Regions from separate parts of the Mus musculus genome. Here all the other regions are linked to region 1. The links are chromatin contacts, called in public HiCAR-type and promoter capture Hi-C maps. All regions are on one chromosome and are shown on one strand. The core of a region is the stretch at or near the end of the contact, and the rest is flanking DNA. Distances in the headings are between cores, read along the strand shown.

Region 1 (2,700 bases), core at 14-2,513:
TTCTAACCAATAATCCGTGCTATAAAACCCTGGAAAGATCCCATGTGTGTCGTGCTAGGATGGCAGAGCTGGCTCTAACTGGGTATATACTAGGGCACCAGGTGGAAATTCCAGTACCACACTGGGACCTCGGGGTTAACATGCCCGTGCCAAGGCTCCTCCCCCTTCATCTTCTTATTTTTAATTGGAAGCTTATTTTCTCTCAATTTCTGAAAATATCCTGAACCACAATTCCTCCCTGCTTGGAAGAGAGATAATAAAAAGAACTTTTAAAGTTAGGTGTCAGGTGTAAAGATGAGGCAGGAGGATCACAAGTTCAAGGCCACCTTGGGATCCACAGTTTGAGTCCAAAAAAAGGACAAAACTATGGAAAAACAGAGAAGAAAGGGGGCACTTGGTTTTGTTCCTCACACTGCTACCCTATCAAGGGGACCTGTTGGTTTTGGGGAGCTGATGGAGGAATGAATGAACGCCCAAGAACCTGAGAAGACTCTCGGGGCGTTGTCCCTCAGGGGTCGACCATCAGAGTGTCATTTCTCAGGGAAGGCAGTAGAAGGAAGCAAGTGTTGTCAGGGAACCTTCCTTCAGAGAGAATCATCCCTCAGGAAGATGAGTCGAGCAGAGGGGAACGTCAGGGCCCTTCCTCAGGGGACAGGATGGGTGCACCATCCCTCATAAACACTCACGTTCCCCAGGGCATATGGGAAAAGCCAGTACTGCAGGGAGAATTGTCCCGCAGGAAGGACTGTCAGGGCTCCATCCTTCATAATGCTGTCCCCCCACCCCCACCCCTCGGGCATCTTCCCACAAAGTGCAGGAAGGATTGTCCCTCGGGGTGCAGTCCATGCAGAAGGACCATCTCTCACGGAGACTGTCCACAGGGAGGACCGTCCCTAAGTCCCTCAGGGTGCTGAGCCCCAGTTCACCTTCTGACAGAGCGGGAGAGAAGCGTCCCTTAGGGTGAAGTCCCAGGGGGAGGACCATCCAGCAGAGATGACTGTCGGGACGCCATCCCTTGGGGCGCCGTTGCACAGGGCGCTGGGAGGACTGTCCCTCGGAGTCCCATCCCCTCCAGGCGTCTGGTCACCGTCCTCTGCAGGAACCACCTAGAGATACCTGCAATGGCTTCCTCCCGAGCAGCCCACCGCCGCTCGATTTTTTCCCCCGTTGCTATGGCGACCGCGGCTTCCACCCGGCGTCGTGACGTCATCACGCCCTCCCCGGGCGCCCGGGCTGGCGAGGCCGCGTCACCCGGCGGCCAGCGGAGAGAAGAGCGAGGCGGAGCTCCGAGGCTCGCCTGAGGAGACTCGGCGGCCTGGGCTCCGGGGCCCGGGAACCGGGATAAGCAGGCCGGCCGCCGCGGCGGAGGGGGGCGGGCTGGAGCGTGGCCCCGCGCTGGTCATCCGGGTTCCGGGGCCCGGCGGAGGCCGCGCCGGGAGCGAGAGGGAAGTGCGGCCGCCCTGGAACCTGGATATCGCGCGAGGCAAGCCGCGCGCGGGCGGGCTATGGCGCAGGCGGGTTGCGGGGCCGGCGCTGGTGGCAGGGCCCGGTGCATGGTGGTCTGTCGGCGGAGTCGCCCTCGGGGGCTGTCAGGTTGGTGGCCGCGGGAAGAGTGGGTCCACCGTGCCCCGAGGCGGGAGGCTGGGCGAACGCGGGGCCCCGGGAAGGTCCGGAGCCCGTCGTGCCCACCCTCCTCGGTCCCTGGCCTGGCGGCTGGGCCTCCCTGGACGGCGGCCTGGCCCCACCCCCACCCAGGGTCCCTGCCCCTCCATCCCGCCCTGAGACTCCTCCCCCAGGACTCCCAAACCCCGCCCTCCTCCTCCTCCTTGACCCCATACACACACTCCTGACCCCCAGACCTCACAAGGCGACCCCCAATTCATTGAGTGCTAACCCCAGCCCTGCTTCTGGACCCTCCAGTCTCAGTGCTGATACAATCATTACATGGCTTCCAAGAGGCCCGTAGTCCCTAGTGACCCCCTAGACTACCCTCTGTGGGCACCCCTTAGTCCTCTCCTGGCTTCTGCAAACCAGACTCGGGCTGTTTCCCACCCACTCATCCACATAACTCGTGATCTTCGCCCCGTAACACCATGATCATCTCACCCTCCTGACATCCCTCTTTAACCCCCCCCCCCGCCCCCAGCCTCCAGTGTCAATCAGCACATACATAACTTATGCCCACTGCCATGCCACCGTTGTGGTGATCAAGAGTAAATGGAAATGAAGTATCATTTGAGGCAGGAAAGGATTCTAGATTGAGTGTGTGGTTCAAGTTCAAATTCTATCATGTTGAGCTTTGGAAACCTTGGTGGAGGTCCTTTCCTTACGGTGGACTTGAGTTTCTGATCAGAACTGTGATGAGATTGAGTTTGGTGATTCCCCAATGTTTCTTTCTATTAAAATTCTGCAATTCTTAGTCAAGACAAAAATAGCGAACTTTTTTCTACGCTGCCTCAGAAATGTAGTCCTTGTAACCTCACCCTCCCACCCCCACTCCCAACCTGGGTCTACTGGCTTTACCGAACAGTATTTCTTCATTCCTGTGATTGTCTACACTCTGCCCCCTCAATTGGACTCTATCAGTTTGTAAAGCCGTGCAGCACAGAGCTTCCCACTGAGTTGACATCATGAGCTTGGCCCTTCAGCTGGGGAACTTTTGGCAAAGCATTTAAAGCCTGAGGTAACAGGTGCAGAACA
Region 2 (2,830 bases), core at 266-2,765, 3.0 Mb before region 1:
CACAGATAAAAACCTGTTAGTTCTGTTCTGAGCCATAGCCCTCGAGTACCAGCTTCAATAAAAGGACACGTCTGGCCCTTATGTGGGTGTCACAGGTGATGTCTGCAGAGGAATAAAACACATCTTTTGATGAGAGACCTTTGCCCATGTCCACAGTCAAGGTCGCTGAGTTCCACCATCACTGCTATTTGCTCTCTGTCACACCTTACAGAGCCAGCTTCTCTCTCTCTCTCTCTCTCTCTCTCCCTCTCTCTCTCTTTCTCTCCCTCTCTCTCTCTCAGATTCCTTAGGTTGTCTTGTGTGTTTCTCCAGGCTGGACTTGGGGGTTGACCTAGTTTTCATTCCCTATCCCTCAGCAGTCTGAGACACATTTATTCCTCTGTAGGTTCCCCTGTCTGCCCTTCCCTGCTTGCTCATTCTTCTATTTGATCTTTGAAAAAACAATGTTTCTGTTTGCTGGGACTGCCTACAGCTCACTATCCATCCACATGCTTGTGCAACCATTAAAATAAGTCCTTTAAACTAAGTTAACTTCAGGGTCTGTGGGCTAGGGGAAATGCTCAGGGATAAGTGCTTAGCCGGCATGGACCTGGGTCCGGGCACGCACATGGCTCCGGGTTCTACCTCTAGCACCCAAACCAAACCAACTCACTCTCCAAAGTTGTCAACAACTCAAAGAATTTGTCTACAAAAATGTCATATGAAGAAGTCAGTAATCCTACCAGCAAATGGTAATTTTACCTTACTAGTACTTTAAAATATAGCATACATACCTGGACCGTGTATGTCTCTCTGTTAATATTTTAGATCGTGTTTCTGGAAATGGGATAGGTTTTCTGTAATCCTCCTTTCTGAAAACATCCCTCTCTTTTCTGCCCATTCCTTTCAGAACACTTGTGGCTGTGCTACTCAGACTTTATCCCTCAGAGCACACCCGCAGTTAGCAGAGGAGCTGTGGTCACTTTACACACCAGTGAATGCTAGCCCTGGGTTCTCCCGAATTCATCCTAGCACTTGCGAGTCCTGCCCGCCACGTGCAGTTAGCATTCTGCGGACCCCAGATCAGTCTGATTACTGACCACCCTGTACATCCTTTACCCGATGGGCTCATCTGGCAGCATCTTACGCTGTGTTTTTAAAAAAGTGGCTCAACAGAATTCACACTCGGATTATCCTTAAATTCACAAATTTAATAAAGGGGCGACCATCGTCACAGTCTAATTATAGACTTTTTCCAGTTCAAAGAAACCTGTGCCCAACAGCAGCCCTGGACGCAGAGGCCATCATGGGGACTCTACACCAACGGGCGTGTCCCGCCTTGCGCCTGTAACTTGCTGCCGTGGTGGGCCGGCAGAACCTGTGTGTCACCCCCGCCGCACAGCGCGCGTGGGCGAGGGGTCGGTGGGGGCGTGGCCGGCGTGGCGTGCCCGGGGGTGTGGCCGGCGCGGCGGGGGGCGCAGGGGGCTCGGTGCGGGGGGGAGATCCGGGGGCGCCGGCGCGGCGCATGCGCGCTGCATTGTTTTGACTGAAAATGCCGTCGGTTTCGAAAGCGGCGGCGGCGGCGCTGAGCGGGTCCCCCCCGCAGACAGAGAAACCAACCCACTACAGGTCAGTGCCTGGGCTGCGGTCCGTGGCCTTCTGGGCGCTGCGGCGCAAAGCAGCGGCCCGCGTGCGCCACGGGCCCCGGTGTCGCCGCTGTGGGTGCGCCCCGCCCGCGCCCGCGCCCCCGCCGCCAGCTCTTGCGGGTCACGCCGTCCAGGCGCGGGCCGCCGCCTAAGGTGGAGTGGCAGCGCCCAGGGTTTTCGGTGACCCCTGGCTTGGGGGCTGGACTTGCTCCTGGTCTCCGGCGACCCCGCGCGCCAGACTGGAGTCTGGGGAACAGCGCCTGCGTTCGTAGCTCAGGGCCGCGCCTGGGCTGGAGGTGGGCGCACGGCCATCCGGACTCGAGCAGTCGCTGCCTGAGGTTGAGAGGCGGTTCCGGGGTCTGGGGTGACCTCTGGGCTGGGGGCGGAGCCGCACCTAGAGTCCGGTGGCCGCTTGGTTGTGAGCCCGGGGGTCGTTTCTGCGGCGCAGAAGAGGGGTTGCGCCTGGTGTGGGCGGGTGGCGCTTGCAGTCCATCTGGAACCTATGAAGGTAGTCGAGCGGGAGACCGGGACTGAGGATTGAGAGGTGGCTCCAGGGGTCAGGGACTAGAAGGGGGCAGAGAATGGAGTGTACTTCTGTAGAGTTACCTGGGATCAGAGTTGGTGATGGCCTGCTAAGAGGAGGTCTATGCCTCGTGTCCGGGAATCTTCTTATCTGGGGACTGGGAAGTGGTATTTGGGGTCAGGGAACGGAGAGTCTGCCTGACTGGAGTTACCTGGTCTCCGAGTTGGGAAGTGACACCCGGGGTGCTTTTAAAAAAGGAGGGTACCGGGCCATGGCAGTCAGGATCGCTCAGTGTGTGTGTGTGTGTGTGTGTGTGTGTGTGTGTGTATTGCCGGGGGTGGGGGATGCTTCTCGTCTGGGACCCTGCCCCGCCGCATCCCAGGGGCCTCCAGCCGGCGGTGGCTGCGGCCCGCAACGCTGTTTGTCTTTTTAGGTATCTAAAGGAGTTTAGGACAGAGCAGTGCTCCCTGTTTTTGCAGCATAAGTGCAGCCAGCACAGGCCGTTCACCTGTTTCCATTGGCATTTCCTAAATCAGCGTCGTCGCAGACCGCTCCGACGACGCGATGGCACCTTCAACTACAGCCCGGACATATACTGCTCCAAGTACGATGAGGCCACCGGCCTGTGTCCCGATGGTGATGAGTAAGTGGGGTTCCGGTGGGTGGCTCATGGTCTTTCCTC
Region 3 (2,700 bases), core at 26-2,525, 2.2 Mb before region 1:
GAAATGGGTGCATCTCTGTGGAGCAGAAGGACCTCAAAGGAAACAGAATCTACTACCCCATGGAGGCAAGCTACTGTTCAGCAAGACACAATTGCCCTAGACTGCAGAACTGTGGTCCTGAGCGCATCCCTGACAGCTAGACTCTGGAAGCAGGGAGAAACTCAAGAGGCAAGCTCCACATCTGTGACTTGCAGTTCTCCAGACTGGGAAAGGGGAAATTGCCACTGGAGGGGTAATCTCACAGTTTCTTACTGAGTAGCAGTTCTTCCTGATTTATTGCTGAACTGCAGGGTCAGCAGCAAACACTCAGGTAGGCTCTCAGGTTCTCCTGAAACTCAGGAGGTATCTATCCTGTTTTCGAGGCTAGGTGTTTCGCGGTCCTGTTTCAGTATCTGTACTCAGGGACCCTAAGAGCCAGCCTAGCAAGGACCATCTGGCCACACAACAGGGTTCCCAAATCAGACGTGGAAGGGCCCCTTTTTCAGAAAACAAAAAGAAAATCCCGCAGCTGTCAAGGGGCTGCTCTGTAACTTTCTCGGCCTGCTGACAGGCCCGCAAAAACAGAAGTGTGGGATGAGGGGGCACACAGGACGCTTTACTCTTGCTGCCGCCCCAGGCAGCTGCAGGTTTCTGCAGACAGTGCCCCCACGACCTATACCTTCGTACAGTGGGCCAACGCTTAGCCCCGGACAAGAGGGCACTCAAGGACAGGCAGGCACCGAGGGTCGCCTGCGTCTGAGGTTCCTAGGCTGGCCTCGAGTGACCCACACCTCCGGCGCGCTTCCCCCTCCCCTTCCCGCTCACCACAAGCCAGGCTACTGCTCCCAGGACAAACATGGAGCATCCCGGCTGATGCCCTGAGGCCGAGCTCTACGAGTCCTAGGCCGTCTGGCCGGCCGCCTACCGTGGAACTCACCTTAGCGAGCCGGCGGCGCCTCCTCAGCGCTCGCGATCGGTCTAGGCGGGCGCGGCCCTAGTGCCGGCCCTCAGTCGGTTGACCCACAACTTCGACCGGAGGGCACCAAGGGCCCCTTCGCGCCAGCCGCGATGCTCCGCCGGCTTAGCGCGTTTTGGCCGCGAAGATCCGTCTCGGCCCGGCAACCTTACAAACGCCTCCGTAGCTAGCGCCCGCCGTCCCGCCCGGCCTACCCGCTACGCCTTACGCTGCTTCCGTAGCGTGGCGCCCAGCCGGGGCCCGAGGCTACAGCGCGTCAGGGGCGCACGCGGCACTGGGAACCCGGAGCCGGGACTACGGCTCCCACAGGGCAGAGCGACGCGGCTCAAGGCACGCCGGGAATTGTAGTCCATGAATGGTCCTACCCTCTACTCTTTCCCTGAGATTTCGCCCTCCCAACGTGACCGGAGACGCTCAGTTCACGGATGCAGTTGGTACTCCCAAGCTAGTTTGATGTGGCGCGCTGGATCCGGGAAGAGAACGGACTACAGCTCCCAGGATCCCCTTAAGATGGGCTTTGGGCTCCGGTAGGCGTCCACGGGGTTCGAGTGTTACTGCGCCAGGGGAGATGTCGGGAGTCTGGGTCGTGATTTTGTACAAGGTCTGAACCGGTTGTCTGCTGCGTTGGGGCAGTAGGTGGTACAGTCCAACCTAGCTGCCTTGGCTGCTTTCTACCTCTTCCAGCGACTTCTGGTTTCTTTCCCAACGGTCTGAAGCAGCAACCGTGCTGGCACTGCTCCTTCCGAGGTTACTCCATCTGAGGTCTGTGTTTACTCGAGTGCTAGATAGGCACGTCACTTTTTCTAGAGAAACACTGGCATCTGAGGCAGTCCTTTGAGTTATGTTCACAAGAGCCCCCAAGCTATTTCCCATTAGAGCCCTTTGGCTCCCCCGAATTAACTTAATTCCAGCCACTTGTCCTCTGCAACTGAAAGCTAACTAAGAATCAGGCTGCTAGCCGGGCGTTGTGGCCCACGCCTTTAATCCCAGCACTCGGGAGGCAGAGGCAGGCAGATTTCTGAGTTCGAAGCCAGTCTGGTCTACAAAGTGAGTTCCAGGACAGCCAGGGCTATACAGAGAAACCCTGTCTCAAAAAACAAAACAAACCAAACCAAAAACCAACCAAAAACCAAAAACCAAAAACAAAAAACAAAAAAAAACATAGCACATAGCAAAAGGACACCCGGCACTCTGAATGTTGTGTGAGAGATTGGGTACTATTTGCCCCCGGACCCAGAAAACCTGAGTCTGGCTCAGTAGAGACTACAGATAATGTTTCTGGGAAATCATTCATGCTCCAGAAGCTAGAAAGCTAAAGACTGGCCATTGAATTCAGGATGCTGTGGGGACACCTATGCCTGAATGGGGAAGACACCAAATTTTGGCAAGAGGAGAGGAGCAGAGGCTGTCTTCCTGAGCCCCCTGACAGTGGTGAAGTCACTGCTCATTCATCAGTAGGTGATACCCATGATCAGGAGAATGGCCAAGCTGGATCCAGGACAGTATCTCTGGTCACTACGGGTCATCACTAGTGCAATGATGTATCACTGCACTAAGTAAGATGATCACACAGCAGGTAAAGCTGGATCATCCCAGGTTGGCTGAGCCCTGATCTATGCTAGTGTAGTATGGGCCAGAAGACAGACACCCTGTTGAGTGCACAGACCACAGGACACCCTGCAGAGGTCAAGAAGGGCAGAGAGAGCTTTGCAGGGACAGAAGCCATAGATCAACCACCCTGACTC
Region 4 (2,852 bases), core at 336-2,835, 2.6 Mb before region 1:
CAGACTTGCCAAGGACCTAGGCAGCGCCAGCAAACACTGCTGCCTGCAGTCAGACAGTTGGAGCACAGGATAGGGTGCTGGAGAGCTCAGGATACCCTCCAAGGGGTAACCTGCCCTCCTGCTGAGAACTCCGACACCAGTGGGGCAGAGCCCAACAGTGTGGTCTAAGGACCAAGACCCCAATTCTCCATCTTTCCCGAAGTCCCCCTTTCCAGCACTATTTGCTCATCCAGTCACCCACCACTGCTACCACCGCCGCCGCTACCACCACCACCACCAATCTCTCTCAAGAAAGACAACAGGACCCAGTGAAAACTATACTTCGACAAAGGCAAGGAAGGCTTTCTGGAAACCAGCCATCCCAAGTTGCCAGGAGTGATGGAGAAACTCCGGGAGATTGTCCTCAGAGCACACACACACACACCCTGAGAATCTCTCGACCTTGAACCTCAACTTGCCGGCCAAGCTGAGAGGGCAAGACAACCTGGCTGTCCTGCTCAGCCCAGTATCACTACTACACACTGTTTCAAACTCGAATAGAGGCAGCTTGGGAGGTGGGACTGTGCAGCTGTCTTCAATAATGCCTGCCTTTCTCAGGCCAAAGTGCTCATTGAGCCTGTCACTTTCACCTGCTCTTTCCTTCCCCAATTCCAGGTTCCTGTGGCCTGGGAGCAGTACCTGCCAGAGGACTTGGACTCCTCATGGACCCCGGAGTCCCAGCTTCTGCCCAGGACAAAGCAGCTTGATGCCTACCCAATATGCCTACAGGCCGTGGTGGCCACTCGATGCTAGGATCCCCAGTTCTGCAGTTCTCAGCAGGATATCCCAGGAGAGGAGAAAGGACTGGAGGGTCACACTCCAGGCACTGGCCTCCGTCCATCTCCAAAGTCCCACACCTGGTGTCTCTGTTGACCAGACCCACCCTGGAACCAGCCCAGGAGCACAGCCCAAGCTGGGGCACGAAGTCACTCCTTTCCTCAGCCTGAGTGTCAAGAGTCCCCACACTCACCGCCACAGCTTGCCTAGGGTCTTGCTGAGCTCTGCGTTATGGAGATGCGGGTACTGGTCCGCCAGCTTGCGGCGCGCCGCCTGTGCCCACACCATGAAGGCATTCATGGGCCGCTTCACGTGTGGCTTGGCCTTGAGCGTGCCGCCACCGCCGCCGCGCACAGGCATAGGCACCAGACTCCAGTCATAACCCTTAAGCACCTGCGACACGGCATCACGGATGCAGGCTGGGAAGCGTTCGTCTGCTGCCTCAGCAGTATCCCCTCGGCCGCCGCCCCCCGCGCGGCCCAGGCCCTCTGATCCCGCGGGCGACGGTGGCGCGTCGGAGTCCGAATCCTCCACGTGTGACATGGAGCTAGCGGTGCCAGACGGGCTGCAGGGAGGCTGGGCGCGGGCCTCACTCATGTCCAGCATCGGGGCCACGCGCGGAGGGGCACTCAGTGGGGATGGACGCAGGGGTCGCGCCCGGTCACTCTGTGGAAGGACACTCTAGAATCCAAGGTTGCCACGCAGGACCCAATCTTTGTCCTCACCGCAGGGGCCCAGCAGCAGCTCCTCCGCCGCAGTAGCTCAGTCTCAGTTCTGGGACCCGCAACAAGTTTCTTTAAGCCGTGGTCGAAACCCCGCCCCTCCCGGTCCGGGTTGGCAGGTCCTCCCCAGGCGGAGCTTGTATGCCCCGCCCCGAATCCAAAGAAGCCTTGCGACCCCGCTCCACCCTCCGTACCACGTGGGCCAGGCGCCCCGCAGCCTGATCCCTCGGCTGAGGCGGGGTCAGAGGGCTAAGGGTGACTGACTGCCCAGTGCATGGATCTCAGCAGCACGGCTTGACTTTCGGGCGGCAGGCAAGGATGCTAATCCACAAGGTTCCTGAGTCCAACATCCCTCCCTCCAATGTGGGGCTCGAATCCGCTATTGCAACCAAACCCGGGTTCTGCCCGCAGGGTGGCGCAATGACAAGAGCCACCAGGTGACCCTGGTAACTCCCGCACCTAGGTGAGCTGGAGGACCCCGGGGCTAGACAGAGGTGGGAGGGCGGGGGCGCTGGGCGGGGCTGCTCTGGCAGTGACTGCTGAGTCCCTGAGGGCGGTCAGGCGGATGGAGGGGCCGGACGCGGGGGCTCGGGTCCTTCCGGGTATGACCTGTGGTGGGGGCGCGGAGGCCCTGGCGGGCGGGCCTGGGTGGTCTGGCGGAGGCGGAAACCACGCTGGGCCGCTTCTCCTCAGCGCCTAGAGAGAAGGCGGAGAGTGCTCAGGGTCGGAGAGGGGACGTTTCTCCCGAGGCGAGAGCCAAGCCTGACTCCGAACCGCGCCCGAGGTCGCCCCCGCGACTTGCCTCCCAGCCCGGAGGTCTCCAAGTGCAGCTAGGAGTCTCTCGCCAAACTCAAAGGAGGCGATGTACCTGCCACCCTAAGCTTGTCTGGGTGGCATAGAGCTGTGGCTCTCGAGAGCTCGGTAACCCTAAAGGAAGCCACCTGTTTCCCAAGCCCGTGGAGGCGGCTGCAGGGAAGAACTGTGGTCTCTAATAATCTCCATCTCCACCCAAGCCGTGAGTGGTGCCCTAACCTTCAGGTCTGGGATCCCAGCCTCCAATCAGACTTTCCCTGCAGACCTGGAAAAGGCCAGTCCTGTGCAGTGTGGCCTTAGGGCATCTACAGCTCTGGACAGAGGGAGAAGGTCCAAGTCCCTGCTTCCTGCTGAGGGGACGGCTAAGGAAGAGAAACTACCTTAATGGTGACCTTATTCTATTCTAGTTCTCTCTCTCTCTCTCTCTCTCTCTCTCTCTCTCTCTCTCTCTCTCTCTCCTCTCTGTCTCCCTCCCTCTTCCCTCTCTGTCTGTCTCTCTCT

Evidence for each region. Promoter capture Hi-C pulls out the DNA fragments that hold promoters and counts their contacts. HiCAR-type assays count read pairs that join an accessible place to other places. Capture Hi-C pulls out chosen DNA fragments and counts their contacts.
Region 2: a promoter capture Hi-C map of the C10 cell line shows a contact between it and region 1, with 7 times the contacts expected there. The contact joins the promoter of Unkl here to the promoter of Zfp523 in region 1. A contact is called at or near these places in 2 of 39 promoter capture datasets (the C10 cell line and liver).
Region 3: a promoter capture Hi-C map of adipose tissue shows a contact between it and region 1, with 3 times the contacts expected there. The contact joins the promoter of 1700022N22Rik here to the promoter of Zfp523 in region 1.
Region 4: a contact with region 1 is called in a HiCAR-type map of astrocytes, with 2.6 times the contacts expected there. The contact joins the promoter of Sox8 here to the promoter of Zfp523 in region 1. A contact is called at or near these places in 1 of 39 promoter capture datasets (pre-B cells) and 1 of 115 datasets of contacts at active chromatin or transcription factors (astrocytes).

The regions. Positions count from the first base shown.
Region 1 is chr17:28,175,933-28,178,632 of GRCm38.p6, forward strand. It overlaps Zfp523 (zinc finger protein 523), which reads left to right and starts at 1,264. Exons shown (of 14, transcript NM_001357995.1): 1 at 1,264-1,593.
Region 2 is chr17:25,186,885-25,189,714 of GRCm38.p6, forward strand. It overlaps Unkl (unkempt family like zinc finger), which reads left to right and starts at 1,516. Exons shown (of 15, transcript NM_001197024.1): 1 at 1,516-1,608; 2 at 2,582-2,791. The coding sequence starts at 1,532. BC003965 (cDNA sequence BC003965) reads left to right here. Exons shown (of 2, transcript NM_183150.2): 2 at 1-778. Gm52286 (a long non-coding RNA gene) reads right to left here and starts at 2,586. Exons shown (of 2, transcript XR_003952239.1): 1 at 2,232-2,586; 2 at 1,170-2,125.
Region 3 is chr17:25,984,555-25,987,254 of GRCm38.p6, forward strand. It overlaps 1700022N22Rik (RIKEN cDNA 1700022N22 gene), which reads left to right and starts at 1,276. Exons shown (of 2, transcript NR_166913.2): 1 at 1,276-1,482. It overlaps Capn15 (calpain 15), which reads right to left and starts at 1,320. Exons shown (of 12, transcript NM_001347334.1): 1 at 917-1,320.
Region 4 is chr17:25,569,101-25,571,952 of GRCm38.p6, forward strand. It overlaps Sox8 (SRY (sex determining region Y)-box 8), which reads right to left and starts at 1,586. Exons shown (of 3, transcript NM_011447.3): 1 at 1,010-1,586. The coding sequence starts at 1,422. Cerox1 (cytoplasmic endogenous regulator of oxidative phosphorylation 1) reads left to right here and starts at 1,711. Exons shown (of 2, transcript NR_045176.1): 1 at 1,711-2,001.